Regions from separate parts of the Mus musculus genome. Here region 2 is linked to region 1. The links are chromatin contacts, called in public promoter capture Hi-C maps. All regions are on one chromosome and are shown on one strand. Each heading gives the region's core, a stretch centred on a gene start, on an enhancer-like site or on the middle of the called end of the contact. The rest is flanking DNA. Distances are from core to core; before and after follow the strand shown. Region 1 holds the start of Mpp5 (membrane protein, palmitoylated 5 (MAGUK p55 subfamily member 5)). Region 2 overlaps Gphn (gephyrin).

Region 1 (6,380 bases), core at 1,073-3,572:
CAAATGAGAAAATTTAAGTCCAGGAAGGCTTGTTGCACATCCACATAATAGCACTCTCATCACTTTGCCTGCAGTTTTTATACTTTCTGCTCTTTCAGGTACCCATTTTTGCATACAAGGCCAGTAATTAGTGTGATATTGGGGTTCTGGAAAATGTTCTATTTACCAAAGAATAGGTTTCATATTTGCCACAATCTTCTCTTTTTAAAAATAAAAAGTTTATATTCTATACTTAGGATATAAAATAATAAAAATTTCCTGTACTTTATAAAGGAATCTCCCATATTTCCAGAGTAGCAGCTGCCCCATTGCTTCACACTAATAGTGATTGATCATTTTATCAGAGTGGAGCCTACAAGAGGAAAACCTAAGCAACTGGGGAAGCAAGGCAAGGTAGTTACCCGGCAGGGGTGTTCATTAGGGAAGAAATGTTTTGGAAAGCTGTCTGGATGGGGCTATTGGAAGGTATGAAGAGAAATGCTTTCTAGGAGCCTGGAAAGATAAGTGTTAAGAATGTTTGGTGCTCTTGAGGAGGAAATGGGTTCAGTTCCTAGCACCCAAATGGTGAATTGTAATTGTCTGCAGTCTGAGACTCAGGGAATCCAAAGATCTCTGCCTCACCAAACACCAGGCAATAGGTAACACATACACATAAATGCAGGCAAATATGCATATACACAAAATAAAAAACAAATACATCTTTTAAAAAAGAACACCCTCCCACCCTTTGGCTATATCTGTAAACATCTTTTGTCACTTTTGGAAAGGGAGATGTGCCTGGAATCTAAGGGACAGAAACTATTTTGTCAAACACATTATCATGCACAGAACAGTCCTCACAACAAGAGTAAGCTAGCTTTATGTCAACATTTCCAAAAAGGGGGTGGGGTGGGGGAACCACTTTTTAAAAAAGGAACTAGAGTACTTGTTACCTAATGTCTTATGCATTAAAAAAAAAAAAGGTAGAAAGGAATGTCAACACTCACTAACCTTTTGTGTGTGGCTAACAGTGTCTAGGAATTCTGGAGACAGTCCACTTGCAGTTCACAAATTCTCACTTCTTTGTGAAGATGAACTAAGCAGACAGTTCAGTTACATATATTTGGAAGTTGTCCGTCTGTACTCAAAGTCCACTGAGGTATGTTTGACAGAAGGAAAGAGGTCTTTAGTGGTATGTAAAAAAGTCCTGTCCTTGGCTCTGCCTTACTAACACCAATAAACAACGTTAAGTACTTAATAAAATGTCAGTAAGATTTGAATTTGATGATCCAGGAAGAGAAGGATTTCGCCCTCCCCCCACCCCCCAAAAAAAGTTGTGCTTACTTCAGAGGGCATAGTATTCCTTGGGGACACTAACAACCCATAAGAGGAAAAAGGTAGGTAGGAGCCTGGGTATATTGGGAATGGTGCTTAAAAACCACGGTGGGAGGAAATAAAGACATGATTAATTGCATATACGAAGGCACAGAGGGACAGTTGTCTACGACATGTGCCCCTGAGAAAACTCAACAGGCTGAAGCAATGGATTTAGGTCCAGCAGAAGAGGTTTCTACATAGAACATATTTCTGTTTGCTCCAAATCCAGTTCCTCGCGCACACTTTCATAGCACTTTCCGTGCCCACCCTTCCCAGATGGTGGCATAGGTGTGTCCTGACAGCATGGACTCGCGCTGGGACTAGCCTAAGTAACTCCCAATCCTCTCCGGAGAATTCTGTGACAACTGTGGCCTTTGACATCCTTCCTGGTTTTCAGAAAGGAGTCGTCTGTGGAATCAGGGAATTGTGTGGAACTTTATACACAACCAGGTGTTGGCGTCACGGTTGTTTTGAGCATTAGCATTTTTGATGTGCCTGACAGGACAACAGGGGTCTCTTCCAAGGGAATCGGATTTTTCTCAGGAGATGACCGCTTCCCAGGCCCCGTCGAGCCTTAGCGGCTTCCGAGTCCGTCTCAGGGAAGCACGGCGACCCCACACAGAGGCGAGGAGGTGGGCTGAGGCAGCGAAGCGACTCAGCGGTTAGAACGAACGCTTCGCAGTTCGAGGCGGGTGAGTGCGCGCGGCCGAGCCCCCGGGAGGCGGGGGGGGGGAAGAGCGGACCAATCAGCGGGCCCTCTCCCCACGCGCGCTCAGGATTGGACGATCCGTTCCAGCCTCTCTCCGGGCCGTGGGCGGGCCGCGCCAGGAACGGCCTGGGATAGGCGCGCCCGCTGCGCCAGCGTCCCAGGGGCGCGTGCGCGGTCTCGCGTCAGCCGCGGGGGCCGGTCTCGCGCGGCCTCGAGGAGGAGTTGCTGGCGACGGCGGCGACGGAGGAGGCTGGCGGTGAGGAGGGGGCGGGGACTGGAGACTCCGAGGTGGGAGGAATCGGGAGTTTCTGGATTCTTTATCCAGTGTTTTGAGGGCCGCCAGACGGAGGGCTGTTGCTTGGGCTGCGTTGAGGAGCGAGGGAGGGAGAGAGGATCGGCGGCCGCCGGGGCTTGGAGGTAAGGGGCGGACCCGCAGCGCCCGGGCTGTGGCGATCTTAATCAACAGGTTCCCGGGAGCGCGGCGGGGGAGGGGCGGCGGGGCTCGCACCCCCTCCCAGACCCGCCGCACCGCCAGGGTTCCCTGGGGAGAGCCCCAGGCTGAGCCGGGCGCCGCGGTGGCAGCCCAACCTTTGTCCCTCGGAGGGACGCTCCCCGCGCGATGCCGGTTGGTTCCCTGGGCCGGGGGGTGGGGGTGGGGGGGACGCACCTTGGCGCGGTGGCGGGCCACCCCGCCGGACTTGCCGGGGGCACGGCAGGGAGTCGTCTCGCTGCGCCCAGGCCCGGAGTTCGCGAGTCTCTGGGACTCTTCCCTCACCCCACCCCTGGCCGGATCGGGGAACCAGCCTGGGAAACACTTTCCCGTGGAAGACGGAATGCAGCCAGCGTTCCGGTGCCTGAGTCAGCCCCTGGTGTTCTGCTACTCATTGCGTTCTGCGGATAAACAGTTCCTGCTTCCTTGTGACCACTGCTAAAGAGTAGTGCGTTCTCAGAACTTAGACGGAGATTGTCCGGTGAACTTTGAAGCCTGTAAATGCTTGGTAGAGCTACTTTCAATGAATGCCGCTCGGAACGATCCTTATTGTAAATTACGTAACTGACTAAGGATAGCTCTCTCCTTCTGTCCAGCTGACTGACACACAGTAATGTGTGTGGAATTTAGATTCGGCCGAAAAGTTTTCCATGACACTTTACTCTAAAATGAATGCAGCACCTACGAGGGTTTTTACTTAGTGTGTTGTGTCTAATTTAGAGTTTCAAGAGTTTAAATTCTGAAAGCCAGTGTAGCAAGAATTCTAAAGTTTTGATTTAGCGGATAAGGTGGAAGGTATTTCTGGTTTTAATAAGGCACTGTAATGTTTTAATGATACTATTCTAATTATCCTTTTAAATTATGCCAGAAATTAATAACTTGTTAACTTTTGCAACAGTAACAAATTATGTGGTGTGCTGGTGTCTTTGAAGTATAGGTATTGGTGGGAATGAACACTATCCTTTCTTGACGAGCTGTTTCTATAGTATTTCTGTGGACACGATTTCTTGTTTTAAAGATCATTCTAAACTGTAATAGCAGGCTTACATTAAAATTTAAAGAGCTTTATAAGTAAAAAAGACAAAGATATCAAAAGAGATTCATAATCTTTTTTTTTGGGGGGGGGGCGTCGAGAAAGGGTTTCTCTGTATAGCCCTGGCTGTCCTGGAACTCACTTTGTAGACCAGGCTGGCCTCGAACTCAGAAATCCGCCTGCCTCTGCCTCCTGAGTGCTGGGACTAAAGGTGTGCGCCACCACACCCAGCGTTTCATAATCTTTTAAAAATTGAGTAAATTTGCCACGAATGACTAAAAGTCATCACCTTGAATTTGACAAATAATGGTGGACTCCTTAGTGATTTTATACACACACACACACACACACACATACACATATATAAATATAATGTTAAAATAGATGAGAGACTTAATATAATTCTACCTAAGGGTCATCCAAAGTGGTACAGTGACTTAGCTATGCATGTCGACTTCGGAATTGTAATTTTTTTGAAAAAAGATTTTATTTATATGTTCATGGGGGTGGGATATTGACACATATATGCATGTGCCAGTGGCAGCTGAAGGCATTGAATTCCCCTAGAACTAGAGTTACAGGCTCTCGGGGACCACCCATTGTGGGTGCTGGGAGCTTAACTTGGTTCCTCAGCAAGAGCTCTTTAATGCTGAGCCCTCCATCTAGGCTACTGTATTGTGGTCTGATTAAAAAGCTCAGACTCACTACCTATAGTCCCCTACCTATGTAAACAAAAGCCAAATCTGCTTTCTGTCATGTCATGTCTAAAATACTTCTGTTCTTTGTTTAAGATACTGTGTAGACCAGAGTTCTGAGCCACTGTTTGGTGTTCTCTTCTGTTGAGGTTTCTCCTGTAATGTGTGCACAGCATGCATTAATAAACTCACATAATTGAGAATAACCTCCTTGAAGTCCTTTGATGGATCTTGTATGTTAATCACAAACAAACTACCTTCATATTAACATTTACACTCAAATTGGACTGGTGAGCACTGTAGTCTTACAAAGTTAACACACATTTAAATGTCACAATCATCAGACTTTCAAAAAATTTAAGATGACAATATTTAGCATATTCTTTTAACTTTTCCACAGGTAAAATTCATGCTTTCTTTTCATATGTTACCGTGTACAATATTTTGGAAATGTTTTGGGAAAAAATTGTTCTGACTTACGTATATTAATGTGACCTATTAATTCTCTGATGTTTTGCTGATTTTGGAGTGTTTATTATACACTTAGTAAATTACAGGATCATTAAGTTGGAAGTCATCTTATGTATGTACAGAACATTTTTAGGTCTCAGGGACAAGTTAGGGTTGTAGAAGAGGTGATGAGTGTGAAGTAAATACTTCACACTTGTTTTGGTATTCTACTTTTAGTGGTGTTCTCATTGCACGTGACTGCCCACTTCTCCTCCCTAGCATCTTGCTTGGTATGTAGCCCAAGCAGACCTACACCTGGTAATGTAACTAGACTGGCCCCAAACTCCTCATTCTCTTGCCTTAGACTCCAAAGTACTGGCATTGCAGGCATGTGCCACCACGCCCAGCTCTTTACTAATTGTTAATTAAATCAGTAAGTTACTTTCTCCACATCATATTAATTACTGCCAAGGTTGTATGTCCTGCCCTCCTCACTTCTATCTGTGTTTTTTCCTTTTTTTTTTTTCAATAACTACCCAATTTATTCCTTTTTGAAGTTTTTTCTATTTTTTTAAATACTTCAAACAGTGCTTAATGAATATCCTTCAGTGTGTCTCTGAAAGATGTGTGTTTTCCCAAGATGTATACCACCTGCAAAGGGAACTGTTGACTGCAGTTTGCTGTGCATTTTTGACTTGATTGGTTGCAGCCAGGCAAATGATTTTCCCTGCATTTACTCTTATGAGTGGAAGTGTTTTCTTATCTTTGCCCATGATTAGCATTGTCAGTTTTAAATTTTTCTGACCATATGGATGAGAAATTATGTATTTGTTTCCTTTCTTTAAAAGATTAAATTTTTATGTATTGGCACAGTCAAGAAACGGAACAGTTTCATGTACTATCTTTTTTTAAAGTCAGCCTCCCCCCAGACTTTACTCCTAGCAACTAATGATTTCCCTCCTATAATCTCTCTTTTTAAGACATTTAATAGTATTATCTAGTTTTTCTTGTCATTCATTTGAAGTTTTTAGTTTATTAAATCCTTTGTGAAAGGTATACGTACTGCACACATGTGGAAAGACACACGGAGCCTTTCCTCTTTGGGGAGGGGTTTGAGACGCAGACTGTTCAAAGCCCAGCTATGTCTTACTTAAGCTGGAGATTGTCCTTCCTCGTGAGGCTTACGCACCTCCTTGTACACCTGCCTTGTTGGCACCAGCCTTGGCTTTTCAGTCCTCCTCACCTCTTCCTTGTTTCCTTTGCATCCCTTTAAACCATTATCTTGAGGTCTTTTTCTTCTTACACAGGCCATGTCTTGCAAGTCTATGTAAAGGTATGAAATACTCCAAGTATTTGCATACCATCCTTGTAGAGGTGCCATGCTAATCTTTACCTTGCCAGCATTAGTGTATGTGCTGCTTAAGCAAGCACCATCTCTCCTTTTCTTTCATTTAGCATGATACATTTTAGGTTTCATCTTTCCTGAGCACATCCAGTTCCTTCCAATTTATTGCTGAACACAGTATTCTCTTGTATGAATACCAACATTTATTTATCTATTCACCAACATTTGTTTTTAAGCTTTTTGTGATTGTAAAGTTGCCATAAATCTGTGTAAATAAGTTTTTTAGTGTCTTCCTTTCTCTA
Region 2 (6,380 bases), core at 1,643-4,142, 500 kb before region 1:
TAACTAGGTGTATATAAACAGGATTATTGCAACTTATGATTGAAATTACCTTTTTGCCATATGAAATAACCTTTATTTTTAGTTTTGAAATCTTTCTTGTTTTGAAGTCTCTTTCTATTAATACAAAATGTATATTTTCATTAGTATTTCCATGTTGAATTCTTTTCTTCCTTTTATTTCAATTGATCTGTTTTTGTATTTAAGGCATATTTTCTAGAAATATATAGTTGGGTCTTACTCATATTGTTCAGTTTTTAAAATCTTTGTTTTATTTTCAGTATTTATTCTGTTTACATTTAATATAATTACTGACATAGCTAGGTATAAATCTGTTATCTCACGGTTTAATTTTATTTCATTTGTTCTTTTAAAACCTTTTTCTTCTTTCCTGCTTATTTTTCTAATTCATAAGTTTTCTAAGATTTATTTTCTACATTAGTTTTTCAGTTTACATTCTTCCGTAAGTATAATATTTAGGAATTCTATGTATTTGAAGGAACACTCTTGATTTGTAAGTGTATCTTAAACACTTTACTATTTTCTGAGCAATACTAAACCTTCATTTATTACCTTCTGCCATTTGTATACTTTTGTGTGGGTGTGCATTCAGGTGCCTGTGGAGGCTAGAAGAGGGTATAGAGATAGAGTTTCAGGCAGTTGTTAATTGGTTGATATGGGTGCTAGCAAGTGAACTTTTATAAGATGTAAGATTAAGAAGCACTCTTAACCAATGAGCCATCTCTCCAGGCCCACTATTTTAAAAATTAAAAAAAATGATAATTTAGGTTATGTGTGTAGCTCTCTTGTAATTCCAGAAGCAACATGGATATAAATTGTAAAAGGTTTTGACAAAAGCATCAATACTTTTTATGTTATCCATATATGCCCATCATAATGTACTTCCCTCATTTAAAAAATATTCTCTTAACATCTGGGACTTTTTTTTTTTTGTCCTATAAAATTTCTTTTTCTGGGAATGTTAGTATGCTAGAGGCAGATATTCTCAATTTGTATGTGTGTTTGAAAAAACATTTTATTTGAAGGAAAAAAAACTGGTGCAAAATCCTGGGTTAGCAATTTTAATTGTCAGCACTTCAAATACTTAATTCCTACTTTTTACTGCCATAGTTTCTTTTGAAAGATTAGCTATTAGATTTACTTTTGATCTTTTAAAAAAGTATATAAATTTTGGCTGCTTATAAGATTTCTTTTTTGTTTTGTTTTATTTTGAGTTTATAATGGGGTGACTACGTGGTGCTTAAGCCTGATTTTTCTTTGGACATATCTTTAGGTTTTTGGTGATTTGATGTTTTCCATAAACTTTGAGTTTTTTATATCTTTAAATTTTACTTTTATTTCAGTTTCTCTATTCAACAATGTTAGATGTTTGACTATATTTCACATGCGTCTTTTTCTTTCTACTCTTTTCTATTTTTGATTCAGTTGGGTACTTTATGTTCTTTAACCATACTAATTTTGTCTTATGTTGTGCTAGACTAATATTAATGTATCAAAAATTTAATATTCATCAGTGCAGTTATTAATGTAGCCCAGGATTGCATCAAACTCATCATATAGCCCAGACAGACCTTGAACTTCTGATTTTCCTTCATTAGTCTCCCAAGTTCTGCAGTTACAGTTGGTTGCTATTATATTGCTAAAGCTTAGTTTTTACATTTTTCGTTTTCAGTTTTTGGAAGTCTAGTTCATTTGAAATTAGTGACCCTCCCTTTACTACCTCTGTCCGTCATAAATTTTATTTTTCTGTTTCTATTGACATGTTAATATTTGCTAATTTAAACCCTTGCCCCTAATTCTATTACATAATTTCTGACTTTACTCTGTTTTCTGTCTTTGGTCTAACTATAGGTCATACTTTCTTTTTTCTTCAAACATATTATAGTTTTAAATTTTATATTAAATATTATGTATAGTTGAACTATTTGATTGAGCTGACAATGATATTTTTATCATCTTTTCAGCTGTTTGCCAGGTTGGTGAATGAAACATTGCCCCTTCAGGATACTTAGTACTTGTGTTGTATTTTATTAGGATCATTGGATTGCAGTTTTAGTCAGCTTTAGTTTGTGCCTGGTTGTCTTGTCTCTGTTAGGGTTTTTTTTTTTTTTTTTTTTTTTTTTTTTCCTGGAAAGCTGCCAGATTTTTTCATTACATGGAGAAAGATGGTGAGAGTTTCATTTTTACACTTTGAAAGTTTTGAGATGAGCTTTTTGATCTCCTGCTCGAATTGTCTTATATTCAGGCAAATGTTTATAAGCCACCTGTCTATTTAAGGCTGAGCCTCCTTTCTCTAGCATTTTTTTCCTTCTAGCACTAGAAGTAAGGGAGATATCTCCCTGCTGTGTCTTTCTTTCTGCTAGCTTAGTCTTGTGCCCTCCAACTTTACTTAGAATTCAGCAATTAATTAGTTTACATTTGGACTACTACACTAAAAAGCTGCTCCATTGCTTTCTGTTTTCACCAGTAGAGTCCGTCTTCCCCAGCCAACCTTAATACTCAGTCTATTCTAGAACTTCTAATTCTCCTAAGAAAGAAGATGATGGGTTGTTGTTATTTATAAAAAGGCTCTTATCTCTCTACATCTTAGCTCATCTATTGTATTTTACTTCATAAATATTCTGATATCTTAAAAATGGGACAGAAGCTCATTTTTTTCTAGTTGTTGTCAAGTGTTTATAATTGCTATCCTTAAAGATTAAAGCAGTGAAATCTATTTTTCTGATTATGAAGTAATACACATTGTATTAACTTTTGCCTAGTTTTGCTGTATAACAAATGACCTCAATATTTCAGCAGCCTGCAACAATAGCTTATTCTCCTCTTGCTACATGCTAGCTAAAGCTTGGCATTGGCTCTCCTATTGCTCCACATAGCTTCTGATTCTGAGATCCAGGCTGGGGAACAACTCCTATTTGGGCCATGCTGTTCTTGTAACAGAGGAGGAAAAGAAGAAAATTGGCAAACATACACAGTGGCTTTTAAAACTTCTGCTTGGATATTTGTTTTTATGTTACTGGCCAAAGCACATCAGTAGCTGAAGCCAAAGTTAATGGGGCAAAGATGTTTACTTCTACAGAAATATTCTGTGTTAACATGAGAACCTGTGGAAGTTGTTTTGAATGAAAGTGGACTGAATATTTACAAATTATAATAAAATTTATCAGCTTAATTATTTTTACTTAATATATTTTTATGGTTGCCCACTAAAATGGGTTAACTGGACTTACTGGTCAGACAAAATGCCCACTAGAAGGGTTTAATTATCAATAATATGTAGAAATTTTCTGTTCAGAAGTTACTATTGGATCAGAGTTTCAAAAGGTAATCTCACCTGTAGAGTAAAATGTCCATTATTCTGTATGTTTAAGAAAAGGGTGAGGCCAGCCTGGTCTACAGCATGAGTTCCAGGACAGCCAGGGCTACACAGAGAAACCTTGTCTCGAAAAAACCAAAAAAAAAAAAAAAAAAAAAGAAAAGAAAAAAGAGGGCAAGACATGTCTTGAGAGTCTGGAAATTGGTATACCAATGAAAATCAAATTTACAAGGCATTTTGGTGATGTTGGTGAAGTTACCATAAACAGAATGGGGCACATCTCTCTCTCTCTCTCTCTCTCTCTCTCTCTCTCTCTCTCTCTCTGTGTGTGTGTGTGTGTGGGGGATATGTATATGTGTAGGGATACACATGCACAGGTGCTTATGTGCATGTGTGTCTGATGAGCATAGAGTCCAAAATTTCATCTTGGTTATCTTTCTCCACTACTCTCCATTTTATTTACTGAGACAGAATCTCTTGCTGAACCAAGTTCTCTCTATATTTAGCTAGTTTACTTAGCCAGCTTCCCCACTTCTTGAATGTTATGATTACAAGCAGACCATCATACTTTCCCAACTTGATGGGTGCAGAAGTTTTGAATTCTGGCCCTTATGCTTTGATGACAAGTGTTTTATCTAATTAGCCATCTCTAGCGTGTAAGTCTTGTTTTGAAGTTGGGATAATTAATATTGATTCTACCATCCTTTAATTGTTCCCCAGTCTCTTCAATCATCTCTTTCTCTTATATACATCTTAAATTTTATGGTGCTTCTTTCTCTGTGAAATGCACTCTTAACTCTCTTACATATATCCTGTGTTTTCTTGTGTTACTCTTCTTACACCCCACCTCCACTCTCCTACGCCCACCCTCCACCCCCTAAGAATGTTTATTTGCTCCTTAGTTGTGGTAAACTCCTTGAAAGAACTCTATATTCTTAGCCCCCAATTGCTTATTTCCTATTTGCTCTCAAGTTCAGTACAAAATAGACTTTTGTTTTCTCAATGAAAATACCCTTGATAATGTCACCAGTGAATTTCAAACTGGATTTCTCAATATTCATAATCTCTCTTAATTTAGCAATATTGTTTGCTTCCCTTCCTATCCCTTCTTCCAACAGCTTTTTCATTTGGTTTCTAGAACATAACAATTTAACATTTTGCCTCTCTTTGTCAGTTGTCTTTTTCCTTCCCAGTCTTTTACAAGTTGGACCTTTTCTCTATGTACATTCACTCCCTTCATCACGACACTTAATAACTGTATGCTGACAACTACTAAATTATATATTCATGTAGGTTTCCCACTTGAAGTTATACAGGTATAAGCATGTATATCTGAACAAAGTATAAGTAGCCATTTATGTCTAACTAATTAATACATTTAACATGTACCAAACCAAATTACTGATTTCCTGCTTAAAGTTTGGCTCTAAGTAAAGTATTTGTCAACTTCACAAATTATTGACTGTGTATTTCTACTTTTTATGGCTACCAACTTTTATAGATGTTTTCCCTCCTCTGTATTATCTTAAATATTTACCTTATTGTAGCCCCTAGTCCTTATACTGCTATTCTAGGTATCATTGTTAGATAACCTTTTCTACACGTGTTACTTTAATGGCCACTTTTCTAATCTTGAGATAGAGTTGTTGGCCTTCAGATACTCCGATTCCTGTCCATGCTCTATTCTGCTAATGATCCTCTAAATCAGTGGTTCTTATTTTTCTAATACTGTGACCCTGTAATACAGCTCTTCATGTTGTGGTGACCCTAAGAATGATATTATTTTTGTTGCTACATAGCTGTAACTTTTCTATGTTAATGAATCATAATGTAAATTTCTGTGTTTGTCTTAGGTGACCCCAGTAAAGGGTTTTTGGACCCTGTGAAAAGTTGTTCGACCCGAAAGGTGTTATGACCTACTAATTGTGAACCACTCCTCTAAATACTTCTGCATGATCCAAATAGAGCATAGCCTTGCTCCCTGAAACTACCGAGCTACTGCTGTATCTACAGTCTAGAAAATTTGAAAGCAGTTTTAGACATGTCTTTTATTCTTCATATCTGTTTATCTCTCATAGAATGTATGGAAAGCAATTTAATTTGTTTCATTTCACATAATCACCTCCATGAGCAGGATAATGATATTTAATTTTATTTGTAAGTTATCCTTATATTTCACACTTGAAACTTTGTACATCACTTTGTCTCCATCTTATTTTTACCTGGCCCATCCTACATCCTGTTTGTAATTTCAAATTATAAGACTTAGAATGACAGAACTCTATGTTATTTATTTCCTTGGTGACTCTATTCATTTTTAAAAAATGTTTTCTTCTTCGTGGTCTTTGTTTTTTAAATATATGTTATAAACCCCACCTTATAGTGTTGTTATACTTTGCTTTAAATATCTGATATTTAGGAGGATTCTCATGTCATTCACCAATTTATTTACCATTTTTGATGTTATTTATTTCTTCCTATAGTCATTTGATAAAGTTTTTCTTGGGTTTTTAGGAGCATCCTCTAGGTTTTTTTTTTTTTTTTCTGTTTGTTTTTAAGTACTACTGATCAATAGGCACACATTCTGCTTTTAATTGTTTAAAAGATTAAATGACTCATATGAATTGTACATATTTATGGGGCACATTGTTAAATTTATACAGTGTGTCATGATTAGGTCAGAATAGTTTGTACTCCTTTCACTCAAACATTTTATCAGGTGTTTTGTTTTGTTTCGTTTTGTTTGGGAATATTCAAAGTCTTCTCTGTTAGAGCTGTTTGAAATGTACAATTCAATATTATTAGTCAGAGTTACCTTAATATGCTATAGAATATCAGAGGTTATTCTTCCTATTTAGGCTCACTCATGTTACTATTCCACTTAACATCATTCTTCTTACCCTCTTCAGTCTCTGGCAAATGATACTCTCTCTTCTGCTTTTATGAGATCAACTTTTTAAGCTTTCACATGTGAAAATACATACTGTTTATATTTATTTTCTGTCCTATACTTGTACATGTTGGGGGTCAAAGGATAATTTGAAGG

What was found. Promoter capture Hi-C pulls out the DNA fragments that hold promoters and counts their contacts.
Region 2: a promoter capture Hi-C map of hippocampal neurons shows a contact between it and region 1, with 2.8 times the contacts expected there. The contact joins the enhancer-like site here to the promoter of Mpp5 in region 1. A contact is called at or near these places in 3 of 39 promoter capture datasets (the 3T3-L1 cell line, hippocampal neurons and second pharyngeal arch cranial neural crest) and 3 of 115 datasets of contacts at active chromatin or transcription factors (embryonic midbrain, epiblast stem cells and stem cell-derived neural progenitor cells).

What each region holds. Positions count from the first base shown.
Region 1 is chr12:78,746,625-78,753,004 of GRCm38.p6, forward strand. It overlaps Mpp5 (membrane protein, palmitoylated 5 (MAGUK p55 subfamily member 5)), which reads left to right and starts at 2,323. Exons shown (of 15, transcript NM_019579.3): 1 at 2,323-2,482.
Region 2 is chr12:78,246,444-78,252,823 of GRCm38.p6, forward strand. The region is part of intron 1 of Gphn (gephyrin); the gene reads left to right. Among named protein-coding and RNA genes, the nearest start is that of Gphn, 23 kb to the left of the region's middle. Within about 2 kb of position 2,893, at least 25 of the 459 cell types and tissues checked have an H3K27ac peak or open chromatin away from gene starts, as enhancers often do.